Linked DNA regions of Sus scrofa: region 1 is linked to region 2. The links are chromatin contacts, called in public promoter capture Hi-C maps. All regions are on one chromosome and are shown on one strand. The core of a region is the stretch at or near the end of the contact, and the rest is flanking DNA. Distances in the headings are between cores, read along the strand shown.

Evidence for each region. Promoter capture Hi-C pulls out the DNA fragments that hold promoters and counts their contacts.
Region 1: a promoter capture Hi-C map of skeletal muscle shows a contact between it and region 2, with 16 times the contacts expected there. The contact joins the enhancer-like site here to the promoter of GRK5 in region 2. A contact is called at or near these places in 2 of 5 promoter capture datasets (fetal skeletal muscle and skeletal muscle), 8 of 47 Hi-C or Micro-C datasets (embryonic fibroblasts, fibroblasts, heart right ventricle and 4 more) and 2 of 2 datasets of contacts at active chromatin or transcription factors (alveolar macrophages and skeletal muscle).

Annotation. Positions count from the first base shown.
Region 1 is chr14:129,261,952-129,267,445 of Sscrofa11.1, forward strand. The region is part of intron 2 of GRK5 (G protein-coupled receptor kinase 5); the gene reads left to right. Among named protein-coding and RNA genes, the nearest start is that of GRK5, 150 kb to the left of the region's middle. Within about 2 kb of position 3,705, at least 9 of the 83 cell types and tissues checked have an H3K27ac peak or open chromatin away from gene starts, as enhancers often do. A contact at or near this core is called in omental adipose tissue and skeletal muscle, where this site is marked.
Region 2 is chr14:129,110,731-129,116,051 of Sscrofa11.1, forward strand. GRK5 (G protein-coupled receptor kinase 5) reads left to right here and starts at 3,203. Exons shown (of 16, transcript XM_001928584.6): 1 at 3,203-3,770. The coding sequence starts at 3,719.

The DNA.
Region 1 (5,494 bases), core at 2,455-4,954, 150 kb after region 2:
GTTTAGTCACTTAGCTGTAGCCCGAGGTTAGGGGCCACCTAGACGTCTGCCCCCGAGGGAACACACATCACCCACCTTCCCAGTCGTTTAAGCGAGTCAGGGCCACAGCAAGTGCTGGCGTGGCCATCTGGGAATCACTCTTTGTCCGTGCCCTTCAGGAAGCCCAGAGACCCTGGAGTCTGATGGGTCCAGGATGAGGCAGTTTGCACAACTCCTGCATCTTGGGAAAACAAATGTGGTTCCCAGTGTGCTGTCTTGAGTTCCTGGAACCAGAGTGTTTATTTTATGTGATATGCAACAAAAACAGATGCGTTGACTTCAGAACCTTCCAACTCCAAACTGTAACTTACTAAAATACTGGATTTTTTTTTTTTTTTTTTGACCATACCTGCGGCCTGCAGAGTTTCCAGGGCCAGGGATCAAACCCACACCACAGCTGTAACCAGAGCCACAACAGGACAATGCTGGGTCCTTAACCCACTGAGCCACCAGGGAACTCCTGAAATACTGGATTTGTATCCAATGGGTAAAATGTGGATTACCCAGCATATCACAGGGAAGGAAAGCTAAATTGTGTTTGACAGGGAGGGAAAATGTTCTCCATTTTCAGGCCACCATTTTTAGAATGGAACACATGTTTTTGAGATTTGGGTCCCTAATTCCAGCACGGAACAGTCCTCTATTTGCTTAGGTGCAAGGGCTGCTCGAAAACCAGGGGTCCTTGGAGCCTTAGCACAGCACCTTGGGTCGTGCTGAGGGAGGTCGGGTAGGTTCCTTGTGTTGGAAGCAACACCTCGGGCTCCCTCTCCGTGGCAAAGACACATCTGAAATTCTGCCTGATTTAGTAGATGAGCCTCCGGTGGGCGAACATAGTTTCCACAATTAGTCCCTTATTGGCTGTATGCTCATGCCCTCCCCTGTTTGGCCAGTGAGGTATGTGGGTTTAGGGAATTGGGCAGGAATATCCAGTGGCTCCTTCTTACAATAGTGATGGATAGATCGTCCTCACTGAGGGCCTACTGTGTGCCAGGCACTGCGCAAATAGGCACCTTGATTCATTCGTACCTGTGAGGTAGGTTATGTTGTTATCACCTCCATTTAAAAATTTTTTTTATTTGTATATTTTGTTTTTTAGGGCCGCCACTGTGGTATATGGAGGTTCCCAGGCTAGGGGTCAAATTGGAGCCGCAGTTTCTGGCCTACACCACAGCCACAGCAACGTGAGCTCCAAGCTGTGTCTGGGACCTACACCACAGCTCACAGCAATGCTGGATCCTTAACCCACAGAGCAAGGCCAGGGATCAAACCCAAGTCCTCATGGATACTAGTCATAACCTGCTGAGCCACAATGGGGATTCCTTGTCTCCATTTTAGGTTCAAGAAAGTGAGTCTCAGAAAAGCTCATACAGCTGGTATGTGGTTGGATCAAGCAGCGTATAGGTTCAGCTGCTATAACAAAGACCCAGACAAACACTGGTTTAAACAAGATGGAGGCTTATTTGTCTCTCATGCTTGGGTAGGGGCCTGGGGCCGCCGTGGAAGTTGTATCTATGTGGGCGTTTAAGTCCCAGTCTCTTCTGCCTTTAGGATGTTGTCTGCATCTCCATGGTCCAAGGTGGCGCCCCAGTGTCTGTATTCTAGTCTACGGGTGAGGGAAGGGGCACGTGTCCTTCCCCTTAAGAGCTTAACCCAGATAACTTGGACCCATTATTTCTGCTCATGTTCTCTTGGCCAAAACGTGGTCATATGGCCTCAGTTAGCTGCAAAGTCTATTGGGAAATGTAGTCTTTCTTGTAGGTGGCCATGTGCACAGCTAAAAGTGGGAGATCTACTACAACAGAAAACATGATGTATAGACACTGAGGGACTGGGATGAGTCCGGGGGTGGGGGGGAGTGTACGGAGTTCATGCCCCTTGCCTGTCTTCCGCCTCTCATCCCCGAAGAGTTCTAGGTCAGCTCCGAGGAAAAGAGCTGGGCCTTAAGCTCCTTGGTTGCTTACACTGGTGGGTGTTTCTGCTGACTGCTTGATCCTCTGGGCAAGCACAGTGCAGGTTACCAAGCAGACGCTTAGTAAAATCAGTCTTAAAGGGAGGGCAATAGAGAGGGACGTGGCCCATCAGATCCAGTGCCAGCTAAATATGATGAGCAGGTCTGGGTACGAATTGAGAGGGGGCTAGAAACAGCAGTGATTTAACTGCTGGGAGGATTCCTTTGCAGGATGGAGCTCTGGCTGCTTCGTTCGGGCCCAGAGGTTCAGGCTCCCCCGGTTTAACCCCGACTTTGAAGACATCTAGGAACTGTGCTTACAGAATGGAAACTTGATTCCGTGCCCCCTTTGGGAGGAACTGACCGCTCTGAGCCATTTCTCTCCTAGGAGCGGTCTCTTGGGCCGTGTCCGTTCCCAGTGCTCTTCCAGCTCCACGTGGGTCTGGGTTTGTCATCTGCTGGCCCCTGCTCTGCAAGGAAGGGTCTCGGCCTCCCTCCCGCTGTGCTCCAGCCGCCTCCTCTGACCGCCCTGGCCCATCTAGAACAACATGCAGTTAAACCTGACCTTTCAGAACCCAGTCCCCGTTAAGAAGTCCTCGGAGGGCTTTTGGAGGCAACAGACTAAATCTGAGATGCTGAGAGTTCACCTGTCCCTGCTATTAGTTACATTTTCTGAGCAAAGCGTCTCTCCATGCAGGTGCTCCGAAGGAAAATTACGTCAGCATCCGAGGTTCCAGGGTGGAATTTTTCCATCATCCGAACATTGTTCTTGGCAAGGAATAATTGAAAACAAACAGCCGTTATGGCTTTACGTTCTCCGACCGGTTAGAAACCGAGGTGTCACCACAATGGTATTCTTTGATCATCCCAATCTTTTTTTGGTCCTTTTCCCAGCTAGCTCTCCTGTGCCGAGTAACTGAGGCTACCTGCTCGGCTCTGCATCCGTTAAATATCTGTCGCGATGTCTATTTGCAGCCCGGCAGTCAGAGGAAGAGAAATGTTCTCGGGGAGCAGCGCTCCGGGCTGAGACAGAGCTTACGAGGTCTAGACAGTTATGAGATACGTGAGACTCAAAAAAAGAAAGAAAGGGGGGGGAGAAAACATGTGTTTTGGGTTCTGGGCGCTTCTCTTCTCTATTTGTATAGCTGAGAAAGCTTTAGTTTAAAAGAAGTGGTATTTGGCAAGAAGCAGTACTGCCTGCTGACAAATTGATTGTACTCTTTACTTAGATAAAAATGAAAATGCATGAGGCATTTTGCTTTTCTTCCCCCCTTGATGATTAAAAGCCTCTACTTGGCTCCACGCAGAGACGGCCCTTGAAGATTTATATGAGACACCTGTGTGGCATTGATCACTGGCCTTCAGGCTGACAAGCAGCCACGGTGCACAGTGTTCAAAATGCCAGGTCCTGGGAGGGAGTTCAGAAAGGCTTCCCCGGGAGTTTCTGTGCCAGATCTGGGTGGGACCCTAGGGTGAGGGTCTCTGAATTTAATGAAGGGCTTCCCCTCCCTGTTCACCCTGAGCCCAGGCCTCAGAGCAGCTGAGCAGCTAAGCAAGCTCTGCAGTGATGAGTAAGACCAGACCCTACCCCTTCCTGGGCGATGAGGGCGTCACACTGGCTTTTCTTCAGGTTTTCTGCAGGGTCCGTGTCCCTGCTCCCTCCAGCGCGCCCTCCTGTGCTCTGCCGTGATTGCATCATAACGAACAGACCAGGACGCCAGGGTTGGGAAAGAGGCCCCCCATGTGGCAGATCCAGTCATTAGCTTGACTCAGCACAGGGAGAAATTAGAATGTAGCCAAGAGCCTGCAGATGGACAAGCTAGGCAGTTCATTCATTCATTCACTCGTCAAACATTACTGTGTGCTGGCTCTGTGCTGTGCTCCGTGTGGGGTGCTGGGGTGTGCAGGGAACAAGGCGGCCTGGGCCCTGCCCTTTCCAGATTGGGTCCAGCCCTGTTTGGATGCCTGTCCTGTTGGCTTAAGGGCTTGCCTCGATGTAGGTCCGAGCACAGGAATGTGTTGTGCAGTGCAATTCCAACAGCCCGTTCAAGGCCAAGCATTTACTTCTGGACACCCAGGACTCGAAGATGTCTACCTTCAAGGGGCAAGGGATTTGTTTTGACGAAGGACGTGTCAGCAGGATCCTAGTGAATAATGTTTGTCATGGATGCTCCTGCTTTAATCAATTGTGTATTTATTGGTGACCTCATAGGTGTCCAGACTGTCCCAGGTTCTGCCAAGGATGCAGAGCATTTACAGCTCACCTGGGGACGGGGTTGGTGGCCGTGAGAAGGCCCAGTCTGAGGATAGCAGCCGAGGGAATGAGACAGCACATAAGTTGCTGGATCACAGGTGTGCTGCAAGGTGCCGAGCTGGAGGGGTCTTGGGGGAGGACCGTTCCACGTGGTTTTCCTGGGCTGGCCCAGCCAGGGGAGTGTCCAGCTCAGAGCCAGCCCCTGAGTGGCCATGATGTTCCCAGGGCTTAGTCTTTGGGGGCTGGACCTCTGGACTCAGTACATACAGAGCAGCCCTGGGCTCATGGGAAGGGAATAACCAGTAGGCCACAGGCACGTCTGGTTACCAGGGTGTCCCTCTCCCCTGTGGGCCCCCAGAACCTGCCAAAGGTGAGATGCCATCCACCTCTCAGTTTTCCAGTTCCTTGCCTGCTGCTGCTGGGGATCCCTAGAAGCTAAAAAGATGCAGAAGGGTTGTTTTGTTTTCAGGAAAAGCTGAGTTCAAATCCCATCCTCTCCTCTTGTTAGCCCTGGGACCTGCTGCTCATCCCTTCTCACTGCCTCATTTCTTGGCATCTGAAAAATGGACTGATTATAGCACCTGTCCCATAGGGCTGTTAGGAGGATCACGAGAGCCAGGCTCGTGAAGTGCATTGCCTGGTGTCTGGTATACAGCAGGCGCCCCATTCATGGTCGCTGCTCTCATTCAGTTATTATCCTGACACATCTGGTAGTGAAGTGGGAAGGTCACTGTCTGACCCCAAAGTCATTTCTTTCTAAAAACTAGCTTTGCCAAACCCTATGACAACTCATGTCTAAAATCTGGACCTCCTCCTGGCCTGTAACTTAAGTAAACCAAGTCTGAATTGAGATTCCACACTTCGCTGTTGGTTTCTGCTGAAGCAACACGCCCCTCCACATTTCTTACCTGGAACGTGGCATAGGGTGAGCTGGGCGCCTGTGAACATGTTCGTGTCTGGGGCTGAGCTAAGCTAAGGGGGCTTGAAGGAAGGTGTTGACATGGCTTCACATTTAATTACCGAAGACCTGAACCAGGTTCCCGTGCGCCAAGCCCTCTACACACTGTTCCTTGGAGAGAGAGGCAGAGTTCGGGTGTGTCACCTGGCTGGTCCTGTAGGAGCTGTGATGAGGCAGCTGGGGAACCGGACAGTTTTTTGAGAGAGGACTCTAGAAGCCCAGAAAAACTGCCACCAAACACTTGCCCTCCCTATGCCAAGAATAAGGACTGAGGGGCGGGCATTGCAGAAAGACA
Region 2 (5,321 bases), core at 1,953-4,452:
AAGTCACTGTTTGTCGTGGGTGTATTCCCATCCCTCTCAAACTCACCCACCCTCTTTTTGGATTTCCACTCTTGCTCTCGGCCAGCAAGATTCCCAATTTACCGATTGATATTTAATAGACTCCTTTTCCTGAATCAAACCTGGGTTTTCAAGAGGACTGCAAGTCATGATTGCAGTTAATGGAAAGGCATGAAGCTTTCATGATGATGTTATGAACTGGAATGGAACCCTCCCCCCCTTGTATTAATCATTCAGCCTGCTTATCCTTCTTACAAGACCGTTTGAGTTCACTGCCAGGGCCATCAGCCAACCAGAACAACTGCAACCCAGTTCTGCCGGCCCGCCTGCTAACCAGAAATTAAGGGCCTAAACTCTGAGTCAGACTGCTAGGTTCAAATCCCAGTTCTTCTGCTCCTTCATTGTGTGACCTTTGGCAAGTTATAAAACCTCTCCGAACCTTTATCTGTAAAGTGGAGCTATGTTTCCACCTCATCTAATGTTGTGTTTGGTGAAATTATCCATGTAAAGCACTCACATAGCTTAGGACCTGGCCCACAGCTGGTGTCCAGAAAATCTAGCCATTATTATTCCATGATTGTATTGGAATATCTTATTTTCCTTATAGAGGCCCAGATACTTGTCTTTATTATTATTTTTTTTTGCTATTTCTTTGGCCCGCAGCTGCGCATATGGAGGTTCCCAGGCTAGGGGTCGAATTGGAGCTGTAGCTGCCAGCCTACGCCAGAACCACAGCAACGCAGGATCCGAGCCGCATCTGCAACCTACACCACAGCTCATGGCAATGCCGGATCCTTAACCCACTGAGCAAGGTCAGGGATTGAACCCGCAACCTCATGGTTCCTAGTTGGATTCGTTAACCACTGCCCCACGACGGGAACTCCGAGGCCCAGATACTTGAAGTACAGCTATTTATTTTGTAGACAGTATGTATTATCTGGTAGCAGAGAGAGAAGTCGATAGACTTTCATTTGCTGAGTGACCATGCTGAACCCACTTATTCTCTAAGGGTATATTTTGCATCTATAAAATGAAGAGGAGGGTTGGGAAGGCAGGGATTTTCCAGGGTTGCAAACTCAGTAGTCCATAAATTTTTCACATAGGTAAAAATCACTGGTGATTTAGGCTGAGTATAAGACAATAGAGGACTTCCCACTGTGGCTCAATGGGTTAAGAACCTGACATAGTATCCATGAGGATACGAGTTCCATCCCTGACCTTGCTCAGTGGGTTAGAGATCCAGAGTTGCCACAATCTGTGGTGTAGGTAGCACATGCAACTCAGATCCTGCGTTGTTGTGGCTGTGATATAGGCCGGCAGCTGCACCCCTGATTTGACCCCTAGCCTAGAAATTTCTATATGTGGTAGGTTTGGCCTTTAAAAAAAAAAAAAAAAAAAAGAAAAGAAAAAGAAAGAGAGTAAAGAGTAGTGGAGATTATGGTTAACTGCTGAGCTTTGTTAAAGTGTGGTCCATGGACCAGCAAGATTGACTGAAGCTTGGAGTTCGTTAGAAATGGCTGACTCTCAGGATCCACCTTGGACCAAATGAAACAGAAGCTGCATTTTAAGATCCCTTAGGTGATCTGTATGCACAAGAAAGTTTGAGAAGGCCTTTGTGGAGCACTAGCCATCTAAAGGTATTCAATTTTAGCCCACTGGTTGGTGAGCTCTGAGATACTGCCAGCTCTAGGATTCTGTCTGAGAGAATCTTTCACTGTAAGTTAGGGCTCTGGGCAGGTGCACATGTAAGCCAAGGCCAAGGCTGGGATGCTTCGAATAATTTCTTAGAGTGGAAGATGCCTGAGGTGTCATCTGCTCTGCTCCCTGCCTTCTGACAAGCCAACTGTTATTGCCCCCACTTTGCAGACAAGACTTGTGAGGCCCAGGGAGACCCACTGACCCATATGCAGATACAAGGAAGTGGTGGTGGTGGGTACACTCTACCACGAAACAAGACAATCCTGCGCTGTTAAATCAGTGACCGTCCACGTTTCCAAGGCCTGGAGAGTCTATTCATTTCTTTGTTTTCTCCAGTGCACAATAATTGTTCTCCCTTTCTCTCTCTGGGCGCCTCCCTCCCACTTCCAGGCAACCCTGGGGTTGGAAGGCTTTCTCCTTTAGGACACAGAAGGCCCGGGGCCCGACTTCTGAACGGATATCCGGCCTTCAGGATGCAGATGAGGCAAAGGCCTCATTGTTCCTTAGGGCCAGCCCTCCCCTCAACTAGACTGGAGGATAACTCATCGCAGACCCCAGGTGTCCCAAGTCCCATTTCCCAGGAGCGGGGGCCTTGAGACGAAGCAAGGGACGCTGAGCGCAGATCTGGGGTCTGATGTCCTGAACATACAGTGGAAAAGCGCTAAGAGCCCCAAGATAAATAGGCAAAGAATTTGAAAACTAATTCCCAATACCGGCCGGGTGCTGTTTCTTATTAACGTTCCTGACTCCAGCGATTCCATCTGTGTTTTTATTGATGGGAATGAGTTTGCATGTAATGACGAGCGGTCATTTGCGGGCCTCGGGTGCTGGAAGGCAGGTTATTAACAGGACCAGCCGCTTACCACGCCGGAATGCACGCCCCCCGCCCCGCCGAGAGTTGCAGCCCGGCAGCGCGGGAGGTTCCAGGCGCAGAGGGCCAGGAGGTGGTGCCGCGGTCCGCGTGGACTCGCCGCTGCACATCCACCCCGAGGCCGCCAGGGGGCGCTCGGGCTGCGCGGTTGCCGGTGCCGAGTCGCCGCCGACTCATAGACCCCTTCGCGCCCTCGGAGGAAACAAAGTACACCTTTGTCAGCAACCGAGCGCGTGTGCGTCTGAGACGGCGCACAGTGGCCGGTCGCCGCGTCCAGGGCCCGCGGGCGCGCCTGGCCACCGCCTCTGGGCTGCAGCCCCCGCGTGGGCCCGGCGTGACCGGGAGGAAGGGGGGTGCAGCGCGCGCTTGGGCTGGCTTGACCTCCCTCCAACCCCGGGCACGCTCCGAGGGGCGCCCAGGACCCGCACCGGCTCCTGCCCGGCCGCAGCACTTCGCCCGCCGCCGCCGCCGTGGTCCGTGCTCTTCGCTTTCTGGGTTCTCGGGAGGGCCGGAAGCGGGCGAGCCGGAGCCCCGGGCGTGGACGTGCGAATCCGGGGCTCCGGCTCGGCCGGACTGCCTTTGCTTCTCCCGCTACCCTCCGCAGCCGCGGACCACCCCTTATCCGCGCCCGCCTTCGGAGTACAAGTCTCAGGGCGGCTCGTGGACTCTGGTACTACAAGTCCCAGCAGGCCCCGCGCCGCGAGCGCCGAGGCGGGAGGCGCGGCCCATCCTGGCGCCTGCGCTGTGCAGCCGCCCGAGCCAGTTAGTACCACACCCCCGGGAGGGACAGAGGGGAGGCAGAAGCATCCGAGGCATTAAAGCATCCGAGGGAGCCCGAGGGGAGGAGAATGGAGTGACAGAGAAACGCGGAGGGTGGGGGGTGGGGGGAGACAGTTGAGGGAGGGGGGAGGGGGGACACAGAGGGAGGAAGAAGCGGCGGCGGCGGCTCCTCTTTGCAGAGGGGGAAAACTCCGAGGGATAAGAGCCGGAATAATGCGGTAGGCAAGGCGGGCTGCTTGCTCCCGGCTCCGGCAGCAGCGGCAGCAGCCCGAGCAGCGGCAGTAGCAGCGGCAGCACCCTTAGGAGCTGACAGCCCCGCCGGCCGGCTTCCTCGCTGACCGCCGACTGTCAATGGAGCTGGAAAACATCGTGGCCAACACGGTCTTGCTGAAAGCCAGGGAAGGTAAGAGGCAGGGCTGGTGCCTGGCGCATTCGCCGCGGGCCGGGGTGCGGGTGTCGGGCGGCTTGTGGGCTGGGGCTGTGAGTATGCAGGATGCCCGCAGTGAGTTGGTCGCAAGCAGGACACCTCAGAGAGCTGCTCTGCAAACACTTCAGGGTTCCTGCCCTAGTGCTCAGGGAATCTGGACTTGGGCAGAGAAGGAGAAACGTTGAGGTTGCAGGGATTAGGATGCTAAAATATCCCCTAGTTTCCAGCTCTAACCTTAGCAGATCGTGCCATCTCGGCAGCTGTTGAAAGGTCAGTTGGAAAAGCATTCATTCAGGAAGAGATGGGCAAACATGCAAGTGAAATAGCTTTTTCGAGTCGGCCCAGGATGGTTGTGCGAGTGAATTGGTGTGCGCTGGGGGTGGGGGTGGAATTAGCAGAAGCCAAGTCTTTGCTTGCGCAGGCAGAGTTGATATAGGCTATTGCTGGAAACCATCCGCTGGGAATGTTTCTTAGGGAAATCCCGTCGTGTGGAAAGAAGCCTTTTAATGGCAAAGTAAGATGTTGAGGAATTCGTTTGTTCATACAGTGACAAGAGAGAGTGACTGTACAGATCACCTAGAAAATAATGAAGGATTTCAGGGGTAGGTTTTTTTTCCCCCTTTGGGGAGGGGGAGAGATAAGTGAATTTTTTTTTTTTTTTTTTGGCTCAGTTAAGAAGAGAAAGGTAAGTGTGCTGATGCTTGATGCGTTTCGGATGCAAATCATTAGATTTTCTGCACTTGGCTGGTAGGGAATATCTTCATGGAGTGGGTAAGATTCCAAGTCAAGAATATAAACACTTTTTGACTCTTCCTTGAGATGGGAAAAAGAGAAAAGAAAAAGAGAAAGTGGCGCAGAAACTTAGATGCTTCCGAAGTGATTGCATGAGGTAAACATACATATTTAGGAGCACCTGGAATTTATGTAACATCTCTTTTACCAAGATTTGAGCTCTGGGTGCAGCCTTTTTATGAAGGGGGAAGTGGTTTTCCCTTTCATGGGAGGAGGCTTTATTTGACACCCACGGTAGAACGCAGCCTGACTATGGTTTTGACTTCAGAAGAATACTGGGGGAATAGCCCACGAAAATATCTTACCTTTTTAATATTTTCATTCACCCACTTTGATGAATGAAGGAAGACTTTCTGGCTAACAATAAAACGATTCATGTTTATTCAGCCGGTTTCATCACCTTGCGGCACTGTACACGAAGAGTTAGTAGGTGATGCACAGCCCAGCGGCTTCTCCAGGGTTCACACCGTAATTTCGGCTTCACTTGTCTTTAAAGCAGTAACCTGGAAGGTTTGCTTTGACAACTCCAGCGGAGTTGAAAATATGCAGGTCGGTCCCTCCCATCGTTCAGCCTTGGTGTGAACACTTTTAGGAGAGGCTGTTACTTGGTGACCTAAGGATCTAAGGGCTGAATGTTTTTCTTTTTTTTCATAACCCGACATTTAACAAATTCGAGCAAGGTGAGAGGCTGGTGGGTTCTCTCCTGAACTGAGCTGTGCGTCCTGGAGCGGAAGA